5 separate regions of the Mus musculus genome follow, and regions 2, 3, 4 and 5 are each linked to region 1. Evidence: chromatin contacts called from public HiCAR-type and promoter capture Hi-C data. All regions are on one chromosome and are shown on one strand. Each heading gives the region's core, a stretch centred on a gene start, on an enhancer-like site or on the middle of the called end of the contact. The rest is flanking DNA. Distances are from core to core; before and after follow the strand shown.

Region 1 (2,735 bases), core at 150-2,649:
ACCAAACTGGAAAGACCCAGGATTCTACCCCCTGACGTTTATAGTTCTTGGACAAGCCACTGACGTTATACAGGACTCACCTTCTGCATTCTATACATAGAAAGGCAGCATTCTAAAAACATGGTGCTGAGGATAAGTTAGAAAAATATATAGGCAGGTAGAGAAACGGCCTTCCTGCCAGGGTTGTTTCCTTCCTTAGAGAAAGGTTAGAAGGACAAATGCCTAGGCAAAATGTTAAGATGAGAGGACCCATAAGTCTTATAAAATGCTAAACACAGAGCCCTTGTAACGACTCCCAACTCAGCGATTGTCAGCTTGCCTCAATAAAGCTCCACACACGCACACCTTTGTCCCTCTCAGTCAGTTCTTTGCCTGTCCCACAAATAAACTCAACCAGAATCTTAGTTACCGTAGGGGGCAAAGATGGGTCAGCTCTAAAGGGCATATGCTGCTTTTGCGGAGAACCTGAATTTGGGTCCCCAGCACCCACATGGGGTGGCTCACAACCGCCTGTGACTGAAGTTTCCAGGAGATCCAACGCCCTCTTTGGGTGCGTGCACGCACGCACGCGCGCGCGCACACACACACACACACAATTTAAAAATACGATCACTGACAGTGTTTGTTTTTCAATTTTTCAATTTCTTTTAAACTGCCCTTGACTCTTGCTTTGCCATTTATAATTTAGCAATCTTGAACAAAGTGAGTTTGTTTCTCTGAGTCACCTGTAAATGAGGCTCTTCGTGAAGATTTAATGACATCATCTGAGCAAAGCCCCCACCCCCGGAAACCCCTCCTTTCAGCCCCCTCTCTCCAAACTGAAGCTCATTATAGGAGGCAGAAGAGTATAGACAAGTTCTTACTGCAGATGCCAGTGATCCCATAGCTGGTGAGGCAAGCAAATCTGGCTATGAAATCTTCGAGACAGTACACTTCGCCCTCCAGCCTGCTCCTGCCCAAAGAGGCAGCACAAGTCTGTGCGTTAACTTGCTCCAGTCACCCATTGCTCTCTGAAGCAGGTGGTTCAAGGAGCGCAATGGTCCACGAACGAACTACATTTCCCAGCATGCACTTCCAGCCAGGGACCCTAGAGACTATCCTGCGAACCTTGTCCGAACCGCTTTAGGAGTATCGGTCCGTAATCTCCATTCATTCAGCTCCTATGTTTCCCTTGGCTAAATGAGTCAGTTACCGTGAACTCCAACATGAACGGGTCTCCTGCAGGGCTTGTAGAAAGCGTTGGTTCATTCGCCCTGATAGGAGATAGGGCCTAAGGACCAGGGCTCATGTAGCCTGGGACGAACCCAAGGCCTCGCAGCTTGGGACTACAACTCCCAGGCGGCATCGCGGCGGCAGCATAAACACGTCACTGGACACCGCCAAGAGCCCCGGCGGGGAGAGGGACTTAGGGGGCCGACCAGGAGCCGGCTGAGGAGGATGGGGGCCGCCCACGCGTTCCTCGCGTGAGGAGGCCGAGGGGCGCGCCACCCCATCCCGGGGCGGCCGCCCCCGGGGCGCCGCCATCCCTGCCCGGCCCTGCGGTCGTGGCTGAGGATGCGGAGCCGGGGGCCGCCGGTGGAGCTGCGCGGGGTGAGAGGCGCGGGGAGGGGCGGCCGCTTGCTGCCCTCGGCCTCGGCCTCCGCCGGCGGGCCCCGCTCGACCCGGCCCTCCCTGCGCCCTGACATCGTTGGGGACAGGTGAACCTAACGCCTCTCCTGCACAGCCAAATCCGAGGGATCGGTCCTATCGTTTGAAAAAGGTGTTTTTTAGGTTTTTGGGGTTTTTTTTCTTTTTAATTCCTTCGCTCCAGCGGAGGCCCCTCCCCCAGCTATGGTCCCCAGGAGCCCCCCGGGGTCCGCAGGGACTGTCTCCCATCCCGGCCTCCCGGCCCCGCGCTCAGCATTCCGCGGGCAGCCTGCGTGAAGCGGCCTCCCGCAGCCCCCGGCCCCTCCCCCATGGAGGAGGAGGAGGGGGCGGCGGCCAGAGAGTGGGGCGCGACCCCCGCGGGGCCAGTGTGGACCGCCGTGTTCGACTACGAGGCGGTGGGCGACGAGGAGCTGACCCTGCGGAGAGGCGACCGCGTCCAGGTGCTTTCCCAGGACTGTGCGGTGTCTGGAGATGAGGGCTGGTGGACAGGGCAGCTGCCCAGCGGCCGTGTGGGCGTCTTCCCCAGCAACTACGTGGCCCCCGCTGCACCCGCCGCACCCTCAGACCTCCAGCTGCCACAGGAGATCCCCTTCCACGAGCTGCAGCTGGAGGAGATCATCGGTGTCGGGGGCTTTGGCAAAGTCTATCGCGCCGTATGGCGTGGAGAGGAAGTAGCGGTCAAGGCCGCTCGGCTGGACCCTGAACGGGACCCGGCAGTGACAGCGGAGCAGGTCCGCCAGGAGGCCCGGCTCTTTGGAGCCCTGCAGCACCCCAACATCATTGCCCTGAGGGGCGCCTGCCTCAGCCCCCCAAACCTCTGCCTGGTGATGGAATATGCTCGGGGAGGTGCATTGAGCAGGGTACTGGCAGGTCGCCGGGTCCCCCCTCATGTGCTGGTCAACTGGGCTGTGCAGGTGGCTCGGGGCATGAACTATCTACACAATGATGCCCCTGTGCCCATCATTCACCGGGACCTCAAGTCCATCAACAGTAAGTGGTATCCTCTCTCCCAAAACTCTTCCGCTGAATCTTATGAGGCCAAGCCCAGATCGTTGGAAAGGGCAATGGACAGCAGATGGCACTGCATG
Region 2 (2,735 bases), core at 63-2,562, 2.0 Mb after region 1:
AGGGAGGCAGTGCAAACTGGGTGGGCTTCCTGAAGGAGGGGATGTCTTGGAGGGCCAGGAGCGTTCTTCAGTTGAACGGACACGTATTATAAATCATAAAATTGATAAACACATTACATGTGTTCACTGCGCTTACTTTGCCAGACTTTGGGTAAATGTGTGGGCATTTGTTGTCACATCTAAGTTAAAATCCATATGTCGGGCTGTGGAAATGACTCAGAGGAAAGGGGGGCTTGCTGCTAATCCTGATAATCTATGTTGGATCCCAGGAACATATCTGGTGGAAGAAAAGAACCAACTCCTACAATTCATCCACTGACTTCTACACATGCTTGCTCTACATAGCATGTGTGCACCACACAAAAGAAATAAATGTAATATAAAAATTTTTTTGTTTTTGTTTTTGGAGACAGGGTTTCTCTGTGTAGCCCTGGCTGTCCTGGAACTCACTTTGTAGACCAGGCTGGCCTCAAACTCAGAAATCCGCCTGCCTCTGCCTCCCGAGTGCTGGGATTAAAGGCGTGTGCCACCACACTCGGCATAAAAAAATGTTTAATTGTTATCACATCTAGGAGGATGGGCATATGTCCCGAGTTTCCAGATGAAGGAATTCGGTTTAGAGAGAGATGACACTATCTATGGTCCAAAGTTCACACATCGAGTGCCTTGGAATGCCTGCAAAGGAGCTGTATGCAGAGAGCCCAACCCTGGACACCACCAACCACCAACGTCACTGAAGGATGCTTATAGCATCCCATCCTAGACCATTCCTCGGCCTCTGTCCTTGGAAGCTTCGCTCAACCTTCCTACCTCAGCTTCTTCCCTCCCCCTGGGGATTCTGCTGTGGGTTACAGTCTGTTGGCACTGGTCCCATTTGTTTATGTCAACACAGGAGCCAGTGTCCTGGCCTCAGTTTCCTCATCTGCAAATTAAAGGGAATGCAACCAGGACCCGGCAAGGGGTAGCATCCGCACTCATTGAACAAGCTGTGTTCTCAGACCAGTTACTTCACCTCTCTGTGCCTCTTTGCTGCCGGGTAAAAAAAGACCATATACCATGCTACTTAGAATTGTTCTGTGGCTGTGTATATTTAAAGCACCTCTTAGAATAAGGCACAAAGCTGTAGTCGATGTTATTATTATTGTTGAGCCATCATTTTGGGTGAGTAATGTGGGGTCCAGCCATGTTCCAACCATCAGGTTTCAGCCTCTTTAAGGGAGAAGCTGCTGGCTCTGGGACCCCCAGAATCGGAGGCCCCCTCCCGGGTCGCTGCGGAGGGGCGGAGTCTGGAGCTATTGCCCCGCCTCTCTCCTCCCCAGCTCGCTGCGGGGCTGGGGCGCAGAGACCCAAGCGCAGCTCAGCAGCATTCAGACCCTGTACGGGGTAGCCCGGACGCCCGATCTCTGGGTTCAGGTTTGCCCATCTCTGGGCGGCAGGGCAAGGTGGGTGCCCTGCAAGACCCAACCATGTCCGGCGCTTGACCGTGGGCGGTGAGAATAGATGGGGACATTGCTCCTCCCCCAGGGTCCTGGTGTTGCGGGGGCGAGAAAAGGATGGAGGCGAACCTTTGGCGGGGGACCTGCGCTAGATTTGGAATGACCTGGGGCGGGGGAATCATAGAATGAGAAGGATCTTTCTGGCTGAGTGTGAACAGTACATATGCTGAAGAGCTAAGGCGACAGGCCGGCCAGTGGGGAGATGTGTGGGGCAAGGTGCGACACCGGTTGAGCTGGACAGGTGTGCAATGGAAGGGATGAGACCTGAGAAACGTAGCAGTGGCGATTTCTGCATGGTGAGGGTGTTTGCGGTTTCAGATGCAACAACGGTGAGGACTGCAAGGTGGCTCAGGGATACACAGGATACGTAAGAACGCTGCCGGCCTCAGACATGTTTTTGAGGGGAGTCGCTGTAATTTTGCAGCATGTGCTTAAGGAGACCTTTGGCAGAGCCAGGGTGTGGGTGGGTTTACCTTCAAAAGGGATGGGTGACAGTGGCCCTGGGAACTGAGTGTGAGTGAGGGCTAGGGGTGTGTGAACTAGGGTGGAGCTCATATGTGACTGGGGATGAGGGATGGATGTGTGCATTATAGGGGGAAGGCTGCGGACCTGTGAACCTGGAGATGGAAGTGTGTGTGTGTGTGTGTGTGTAGAGGACTCATGGGACAAACGTGTGTAAGACGTGGTTTACAATGATTGTGCAACAGGTATTTTTACTACATATTTTTTGGTTTCTCGAGACAGGATTTCTCTGTATGTCCTTGGCTGTCCTAGAACTTGCCTTGTAGACCAGGCTGTTCTGAGCTTACAGAGACTCGCGTTCCTCTGCCTCCTAAGTGCTAGGATTAAAGGTGCATGCCACAACTGCCCAGTGGTACATACTTTTTAAAAATGATTTATTTTTATTTTATGTGCATTGGTGTTTTGCCTGCATGTATGTCTGTGTGAGGGTGTTGGATCCCTGGAACTGGACAGTTGTGAGCTACCATGTGGGTGTTAGGAATTGAACCTGAGCCCTCTGGAAGAGTAGCCAGTGCTCTTAAATGACATTTCTCCAGCCCTAAATACCTTTATGTGTGTATATGTATATACACACACACACACATCTCTATCTATCTATCTAATCCCAGAATTGATCACCTGGGGCCCAGAATAGTGTATGAACTAGGCAACCTCCTTTCTATTCTCAAAATCTGTTTTTCTATCTGTAAAGTGAAGAGAAGGTGTTTTGAGCTCTCT
Region 3 (2,735 bases), core at 166-2,665, 1.9 Mb after region 1:
TCATGGATAAGATGCGGGTAAGGATGACCTGTGAGTTTACCTGACTTACCTCCCAGCCTCTGGGTGCTATCCTGTACCTAAGACTCCACTTACCTTTCATTCCCTCTCACCCACAGGTGATGGGCCTGCGGAGGCAGCGGAACTATGCTGGTCGCTGGGATGTCCTGATCCAGCAGGCCACTCAGTGCCTCAACCGTCTTATTCAGATCGCTGCCCGAAAGAAGCGAAACTATATCCTAGATCAGGTACTTGCAACCAACTAGTGGTCCTTGGCAGAGGGGTGGAAACGTAGTCACTGCATGGGGATCCCCTCCAAGCCCTTTTCTCAATTCTCCATCGTGCTCTGTAGCAGCTGTGCTGGTCAAGGGCGCACCATTTGTGAGGATAGCAATAGCCCCTTCATGCCACTTTCTGACCCAGACCTACCGGCTCACTCATTTTTAGGCAAGAGTCACATAGCCACATGAAAGAGGAATAGATTTCTTTGTGTGTAGGTGTTTTGCCTACATACCAGTTTGCTGCATGTGTGCCTGATTCACAAAAACCAGAAGAGGGCATCAGATCTTTGGTACTGGAGTTACACTTTTGTAAGCTGCCATGTATATGGGTTCTGGGAGTGGTCTTCTGGGAAAGCAGCTAGTACTTTTAACCACTGAGCTATTTCTCCAGTCTCAAGAACCAAAGATTTCTAAGTCTCACAGGCTTGAACCCCAACTCTACTGCTTGCTAGCTATCATTTGTGGACAGCCAACTTGATCATGTGAATGAATCTCAGCATCCTAGTTTGCAAAATGGAGCTTAAGGCCCCTCGTGCCTCCATAGGACCGAGTTCAGAACAGCTGGTGTGGATATCGTTACACGCTGCAGAGTAAAGGTACTCTAGCTTCTCTGGGCACATCCTTAGGAGTATGTGGCACATGTTTACATTTCAATTAGGGGTGGGGTTCAGTCAGTTTTGAATTGGAGTCAAAACACTGTGTATGGTTTTCAGCATTGTCAAAAGAATGAGTGGGCTAAGCAGAGCTTAGAATCGCTGTCACTGGTGGGTTCCACATGTTTGTTACCCACACAGCATTTTATTTGCATTTGTTGTGTAGGCTCCATTGAGTTGCAGCAGCGTGTGTTTACTTGTTGTGGGTTCTCTGGTTCAGCCTTACATGCACGCTTTCTTAGGACCCTATAAGCATACAGATAAACCCTATAAAGCCCCATCGTGTAACCTGGCTAAAGTGCTTTCTGTGTGTGGCACTGACTACTTGGAACCATGGCTTAAAGCCTGATGAAAAGGGAGCTGGTAACTAGCATTGGTGGCTGGCTGAGTGGAAAGGAAGTCTCCAGGAAACATGTTGTCCTCACATGAATTGAAGATCCTGCACAGGCCAGTTGACGACAGTTTGTAAGCGCTCTGTGGTTTTCCTTTAGCTCAGCCCTGACAGTAAGGGGTCTACTACTCAGCCTTCTCTCTAGACATGCTTAGTTGGCTTCTTGTACTGGCAGTCAAGTCTAGGACCTTACTTATGCTAGATAAGTTCTCCCAATCAAGCTTTATATTCACTGCTCCCCACCTCACTCTGCCCTATTCTCTTTGTTAGACCTTTTCGGAATTTTAGTCTGTCTGTCCCACTGGACTTCTAAGAGGCTGAGCCATGATGTTTATGCCCTGAGGTTCCTCTTTTGCTCTCCCCAGAAAGAATTCCCTGCCTGACCTTTACTCACATTGCTGCCCAAATTAGCCCAACAGTGGAAGTCACGGTGAGAGCATGCCATGTGCCATTTCTGTCCTGCAGTTCAGGCAGGCACAAAGTAGAACTAATGCAGCCTTCTTAGCTGCTACATCCTTGTTTGGAGCTGGAGTTAGGCCTAAGTCGCACAGATCGCCTGTGGTCTCCAGCCTGCTGACCTCGCAGAAGGGATGCAGATCAGGCCATATGATCCAAACCAACCATAATGCAAAGGCTCCTGCCCTCCAAAGTAAAGAACACAGTCCTCTAGTTAACCCAAGGCTAGAGCCAGGGGCTGAAGCTCTAGGTCAGTGAGGCCAATAAAGAGGTTTTAAGCCAGTGGCTTTTCTTTTTTTTTTTTTTTTTTTTTTTTGGTTTTTTGAGACAGGGTTTCTCTGTGTAGCCCTGGCTATCCTGGAACTCACTTTGTAGACCAGGCTGGCCTCGAACTCAGAAATCCGCCTGCCTCTGCCTCCCAAGTGCTGGGATTAAAGGCATGCGCCACCACGCCCGGCGGCTTTTCTTGTTTTAGCCAAAACTCCAAAAAGTTTGTTCCAGAAAATTTAATTATGAAAAATTTGTTGTATGAATGAATGTAGGCAAAGGTTTGGAGCACATCTTGACACGACCATTAGCCGTGGTTGTGAGGATTACTTTGATAATGCGTAGCTGTCTCGTGGGCAGGGTAGATCTTTGAAAGAGACTAGCACTGCATGCTGTGTTCCCATAGTCGCAGAATCTCAGCCCAGGTCATATTCCCTGTAGTTAGCTCTTCTGTACCTATTATGTGTCAACCTCAGACATACCTGTCCTTGGAAGATAATTCATCTCTACAACCCTGCTGAGGCTGGGCAGCCAAGATTCTACCTTTGCCAAGCCCCTAGCCAGGCAACCCTAGGATGAGGTTTCTAGCCTGTCTTTAGGCTATCATAGGGATTCGAAACAGGGTGTTCAACAGGAACTGTGTGTTCTAAGAGACAACAAAGTTGCCCAAACCATCTGGAGCTGGAGGTT
Region 4 (2,735 bases), core at 83-2,582, 1.5 Mb before region 1:
GGGTGGGCAGGGGGTTCACCTACTACTATACCCCAACCCCAACCCCGACCCCTTGTGACTGTTGTACTGGGCTTGCAGGTGTCTACCAGCTTCTTTATAGCCCTGGTTGTCTTCTACATCCTGTTCTGCCTCGTGTGGCCTCACATAGTGAAGGCCTGGGTCTCATTTCGCTGGAAGATTCACAACATGATGGCACCAGAGACCTATTCATCTTCCTCCTCTTCTGGGGGCTTCACCCTCCATTCTCACAGCTCAGAGGGAAGTTTTGAGGGTCCCTCCAGACCAGGTACCAAAGAGGACAATGTTCAAGCTAAGAGAGCAAAGGTGGCCTGAGTCCCTGGTCTGTACTCTTCCTCATGAACCCTTAGGCCTCTCCTCATGGGAATGCAGCCTGCCACCTCCCCAGGACTTTCTGGTTGGCTAGAATGCTCATGTCTCATTCAGACCCTAATAAAGCCTCCTTGCAGAATCAGTCCCGAGTCCTCAGAAAGGCTCACGTCCGCTTGGTTTGTACCAGCACAGCTGTAGTTAACTGTCAGAATGATGTCAGAATCTTTTATTTTCAAGATGGCACAGCAGATAAAGGAGCTCTCAAGCCTGACAACCTGGGTTTGATCCCCAGGCCTCATGAGATCTAAAGAGAGAGCCGACTCTGTGAAGCTGTCCTCTGACCTCAACATGGGCACATGCACGCACACACACACACACACACACACACACACACACGCATGCCTGTAGGCCAGGCTGGCCTGGAACTCAGAGATCCGCCTGCCTCTGCATCCCAAGTGCTGGGATTAAAAGCGTGAACCACAAAGCTCGGTCTGTAATTCTATTTTAATTTCAAAAATAAGAAAAAAATGGAATAAGAGAAAATAAGAGAAATGGCTCAGTGGTTAAGAGCACTGACTGCTCTTCCAGAAGCCCTGACTAAAATTCCCAGCAACCACATGGTGGCTCACAACCATCCATAAAGGGATCAAATACCCTCTTCTGGGGTGTCTGAAGACAGCCACAGTGTACTTATATACATAAAATGAATAAATAAATCTTTTTAAAGAGTCTGAAAAAAACGTGGAAGAATGATGCTCTGATAAACACGAACGCCTAATCTTAAATCTCACCTGCTAGTCCTCTCTCAGCCTGCCTATGTAGTGACACCTGACAAGTTTTCCAAATGGCTCCACATCGCCACCCCTTGACGTAGAGGCGGTACCCTTAAGATGGACATTCCACAGGCCGAAGCCAGCGAGGGTGGCCATGGTGACTACAGGTGGGCGGGACATTGTGGGCATTGTTTTCAGTTGGAGCGAACGGACTTCCGTTCGCCATTTTGAATGACAGCAGAGGCGGAGCTGCGGCATGTTCATTAAGGGTCGGGCTGCGAAGACACCCCGAGGAGAGCCGCGGCGCTCCTCCCGCGGGGGGCGGAAACTGGCAGTGGTAGCTCCGCCTCCAGTTTTGGGCTCCACCTCCCGGCCTCATTTCCGCCGGGAGTCCATTGCCCGGCGTCGCTGCCGTAAGTCGGGTCGGCGGCTTGCCGCATCACGGAAGATGGCGGCCACAGCGGCTACGGTGAACGGGTCGACCACCGTCTCGAGCTCCGGACCCGCGGCCACCTCGGTCGGGATCCTGCAGGCAGCGGCCGGCATGTACGAGCAACTCAAGGACGAGTGGAACCGGAAGAACCCGAACCTTAGTAAATGTGGAGAAGAACTGGGCCGCCTGAAGGTAAGAGGTCGCCGGGTCCTAGATGCCTAATGCCTGGGGGAAGGTGACAGACGGGAGATCGAGGCTGGTAGAGCGGGCCCTGAGGTGTCGTTAAGGGAGTGATGATGGAAAGATTGGTTCTGGCAGAATCGAATGAGATGGTTCGAGCTTTGTTACTTGGAGGGAGGCAGGAAGGAGTGGGATCAGTGACAAACGGGGAGATAGTGAAAAGAATAAGTCTGAGGTGACGGGACGTTGAGGGAATGTGTGGCAAATAAAGCCCAGGTAAGCTGTGAGGGAGCAGAGGTTAGGAAACACCTGTGTGAAGAGGGGCAACAGGAACAGTTTGAAGCCAAAAACGAACCTAGAAGAGCACACGTTTCGGTTGTAAACACACTCAGGCGGATAGAAGGCCAGTCTGGTCTTCAATAGCGAGTTTGAGGAGGCTGGGCTACATAGACTTCGTCTCAAAATATATATATAATAATAATAAGTAAACAACAACAAAATATGTGTTAGGTTCCCAAGTTTACTAAGGAATGGTGTCTGGGATGGACTGGGGGGGGAGGGAAAAGGAATGCCCCACATTCCTTGTTACCCCTTCTCGGGCACACTGTGGTGGAGGTCTTCCCAGACCTGCATATAATGGCTGAACACGATGTCCCACACTTGTAATCCTAGCACTCGAGAGGCTCACACCAGGCTCTCCAGTTCTAGACTAGATTGGCCTGCCTGGGGAGATGCTGTCTTAAACAAGAGAGAAACCTAAAACAAGCTAAATATAGCAACAGGAAGAATTGAGGTCATGGGCGTCTCCCTACCCCATGATCCCCCTGGGTCAGGCACCAAGTGCCTCGTGTTTCTCAGTGGAGTTACTAATATTTGTAAGATGAGGTAATCCAATTGGTACGCTCCGTGTTCTTGGGCCCTTTGGTGTTTGCTTTACAAGGTCTGACTCCACTAATATTCATGGCAGTTGTGTGGGTTAGGATGCATGCAAGCTTTTCCAAGTAGGAACATAAAAGTCC
Region 5 (2,735 bases), core at 170-2,669, 1.3 Mb before region 1:
GCCAAGTGCACGGGCTGATGGTATGGTGTAGACTGGGAAGTCAGCTTCCAGGATACAAGCACAGAGAGAGACAGGAGAGGTGGACTGGTGGTGGAAGGGGGCCTCTGTCCCCTTGTCCTTCTAACCTTGGTAGATGTCCTGGAGAGAACCAGCTCCACAGAATTCCATGCAGATCCACAGCTTCTGCAGCCTATAGGGCGTCAAGAGAGCAGGGATTACAATGGTAGTGAGACCTCCCGGGGCTATCTCACTCCCCCGCCCACCACACAGTGTCCTGTTCCCATGACAGCAGAGGCTGAGGATAGCCAGGAAGTGTGTATTCCAGAGCAATTTTTAGGTCTTTGGGTTCCAACCCAAGAGCACCCCACTGCCACCCCAAGGTAATTTAGGGGACAGGGCAGAGAACCCATGGCGAAGCAGACAAGACAAAGAATCCCGGGTTTGAGGAAAAGATGCCATTATTGAGGCAGCTGAGATATTATCTTGGGAGCCAAGAAATTTGAGAGCTCAAATTAAAGAAGCAGAATAAAAATGGGTGATGCAGGGAGCAGACTAGTGAGAGATTTGATTACAACAACGAGGAGGGTTCTAGATTAGCCCTTAAAAATTAGCAGGCACTCAGTAAGAAAGGCAGAATTTCAGATTGGGAATCAGACTGGGATGCCCCAATTAAAAGTGAAAGTCCTCAGGTTGGAAGTCAAGTTAGGGTATCTGGGTCACAAATGGTAGTTTAGGAGTGGAGACCTGGTCAGAGTTAAGGGGCTGGGGTTGGGGGATGGGCTAAGACATCACCAGAGGTAACTGCCATGGTAAGCCACGATGTTGGCGTGCCGGCAAGTTTTCAGCATGAGAATCTCCTTCTGAAGGGTGGCGACGTCATCATCTGTGGGGAGGGGCCGGAGAGCGAAGGTGGGCTACAAGCGGGGGCTTACAGAAATGTCCCTGTATCCCAGGAAGGAAAGGGCGGGGATGGGGAAGAAGTTTCTGGGGGTGCTCTCACCAGGCTCCATCTTCACCATCTTCAAAGCCACCAGGTCCTTAGACACCTTGTCGCGAGCCTTGTAAAGGGGAAGTTGGTCATCAGGCAGACTCCATAGCTTGCCATCCTCAGCATCTCTGAACCAAGGCCAAGGCCTGGCATTCTCTTACACTCCTGCTTGCCAGCCTCTCCCCAACTATCCCAGGGTTGTGGTGGAGGAGACAGAAGGGCTTTCTCACCTTGAATACTTCTCCATAAGTTCCACCACCCAGTCGTTGCAGTAGATCATAGTGTTCTCGAGGGTCCTTATTAAAAATGTCGGGGTCCACAAGGGCCATTCCTGGAGGCCGGGGCTGGGCCAGTGCCCAGGGGGCCAACAGGGCCTCAGGGTTCAAGCTTTGGTATTACCTTCTGTCTCCACACAAGTCCTGGGCCCGCCTTGACTCTGTGGGCTGTGGCCTTCCCCCTCCCCACTCTCGCTTCCTGCCCCAGCTGCAGGGCTGTGCAGAGGGCTGCACAGAGGGCTCCACCCCCGTCCCCTGGGTTCTGAGAGTTTGATCGCCTTGGGACCCATGGGACTCCCCTTTACCCACTGAAGGACACTATGTAAATAAGATGCAAAAGTTCTTAAATGCAACCTGGGGCTGACCTAGCACCCTCTCCCCAACACTCTATTTTGGGAGGAGTCATAGGTTACGGTTGAACCTCTGCTGGGTTCTTGAAGATCTGGAATCAAGCCAGAGGTTGCAGGTCTGCACAAAGCTGGCTAGGTTTCACAGAAGACCTGTTTACTCGTGACACATGCATGTGACTTAAGTGACAGCTGAGCTCAGGGCACCTGCCCGCATGGCACATGTCTGTGCAACGCTTCAAACGTGTAGGGAATCTGTGGCAGACGTGGAACACTTGTTAGTAGCCCCTACGCAGAGCCGATGGAGACTACAGGTGTCTTTTGCCTTCCCGGCCTCCTAACAGCACTGTAGCAGTACGGAACCGAGTGGGGACCAGCGAGGAAGTGAAGATACATACAAGATGCTGTCTCAGGCACCCAAGTCGGAGACAAGAAGGGCTTCAGAGAGCATCTCCCACCCGACTAAACTCAAAGAAAAGGAAACAGCAACCCTTCACGGGGCTAAACGCTTAAGGCTACGCATGCGTAGAGAAAATAAAGTCTCCTTTCCCCGTACAACTCCAGCGCACGCGCGTCAGAAGCTTAAGTACTAAGTTTGCGCGGCCCGGGAAAAGCTTAGCCCGCCTCCTGGCGCCTGCGTAGTAAGGCAGACTAAACCTTTTCTCACGCTATTGGTCTCTTTTAAGTGAGCTCATTGCGCATGCGCAAGTTACAACTGCTGGAAGGAAATCACGTGGTAGACAAAAAAAAAAAAAAAAAAAAACAACCGGCGCTGGTGCTGAAAGCGCCTTTCCCTTTGCCTTCCTTGTAGGAGCTGGAGGGAGGGTGTGACGCAGGTTCCGCTTCCTACACCTCTCTTCCGGTCCTCTAGTGCTAAGCACCGTGCCTGGTGTTCGACTCCAGCTGAGGCTGCCGAAGGCAACAGTGATCATGGCGATGTTTGAGCAGATGAGAGCGAACGTGGGCAAGTTGCTCAAGGGTATCGACAGGTCTGAATTCCGCTGAAGGGCGCTCTCTGGCCAAGCGGGGTGGAGAAGACGGGGAGCCAGCCAGGGGTGGCCAGGGCTCCACGCTCCTCCAGAGATGGAGTTTCTCCAAGTTTCTCTCCGTCCCTCAACTTTACCT

What was found. Promoter capture Hi-C pulls out the DNA fragments that hold promoters and counts their contacts. HiCAR-type assays count read pairs that join an accessible place to other places.
Region 2: a contact with region 1 is called in a HiCAR-type map of astrocytes, with 5 times the contacts expected there. The contact joins the promoter of Tmem91 here to the promoter of Map3k10 in region 1. A contact is called at or near these places in 3 of 39 promoter capture datasets (cranial neural crest, frontonasal cranial neural crest and liver) and 2 of 115 datasets of contacts at active chromatin or transcription factors (astrocytes and stem cell-derived neural progenitor cells).
Region 3: a promoter capture Hi-C map of pre-B cells shows a contact between it and region 1, with 3 times the contacts expected there. The contact joins the enhancer-like site here to the promoter of Map3k10 in region 1. A contact is called at or near these places in 4 of 39 promoter capture datasets (cranial neural crest, liver and pre-B cells) and 1 of 115 datasets of contacts at active chromatin or transcription factors (embryonic forebrain).
Region 4: a contact with region 1 is called in a promoter capture Hi-C map of liver, with 2.9 times the contacts expected there. The contact joins the promoter of Psmd8 here to the promoter of Map3k10 in region 1. A contact is called at or near these places in 1 of 39 promoter capture datasets (liver) and 1 of 9 other capture datasets (adipose tissue).
Region 5: a promoter capture Hi-C map of liver shows a contact between it and region 1, with 2.3 times the contacts expected there. The contact joins the promoter of Map4k1 here to the promoter of Map3k10 in region 1. A contact is called at or near these places in 1 of 39 promoter capture datasets (liver) and 1 of 484 Hi-C or Micro-C datasets (CD4 T cells).

What each region holds. Positions count from the first base shown.
Region 1 is chr7:27,673,245-27,675,979 of GRCm38.p6, reverse strand. Map3k10 (mitogen-activated protein kinase kinase kinase 10) reads left to right here and starts at 1,399. Exons shown (of 10, transcript NM_001290528.1): 1 at 1,399-2,637. The coding sequence starts at 1,956. It also overlaps a transcript of Zfp607b not described here.
Region 2 is chr7:25,673,743-25,676,477 of GRCm38.p6, reverse strand. It overlaps Tmem91 (transmembrane protein 91), which reads left to right and starts at 1,312. Exons shown (of 4, transcript NM_177102.4): 1 at 1,312-1,442.
Region 3 is chr7:25,730,526-25,733,260 of GRCm38.p6, reverse strand. It overlaps Hnrnpul1 (heterogeneous nuclear ribonucleoprotein U-like 1), which reads left to right. Exons shown (of 15, transcript NM_144922.3): 9 at 1-17; 10 at 117-245. Among named protein-coding and RNA genes, the nearest start is that of Ccdc97, 13 kb to the right of the region's middle. Within about 2 kb of position 1,415, at least 39 of the 459 cell types and tissues checked have an H3K27ac peak or open chromatin away from gene starts, as enhancers often do. A contact at or near this core is called in pre-B cells, where this site is marked.
Region 4 is chr7:29,179,270-29,182,004 of GRCm38.p6, reverse strand. It overlaps Psmd8 (proteasome (prosome, macropain) 26S subunit, non-ATPase, 8), which reads left to right and starts at 1,332. Exons shown (of 7, transcript NM_026545.3): 1 at 1,332-1,728. The coding sequence starts at 1,360. Catsperg1 (cation channel sperm associated auxiliary subunit gamma 1) reads left to right here. Exons shown (of 28, transcript NM_001368407.1): 28 at 79-473. The coding sequence ends at 333.
Region 5 is chr7:28,981,538-28,984,272 of GRCm38.p6, reverse strand. Map4k1 (mitogen-activated protein kinase kinase kinase kinase 1) reads right to left here and starts at 1,419. Exons shown (of 32, transcript NM_008279.2): 1 at 1,219-1,419; 2 at 1,001-1,058; 3 at 793-883; 4 at 126-190. The coding sequence starts at 1,317. It overlaps Eif3k (eukaryotic translation initiation factor 3, subunit K), which reads left to right and starts at 2,385. Exons shown (of 8, transcript NM_028659.3): 1 at 2,385-2,599. The coding sequence starts at 2,541.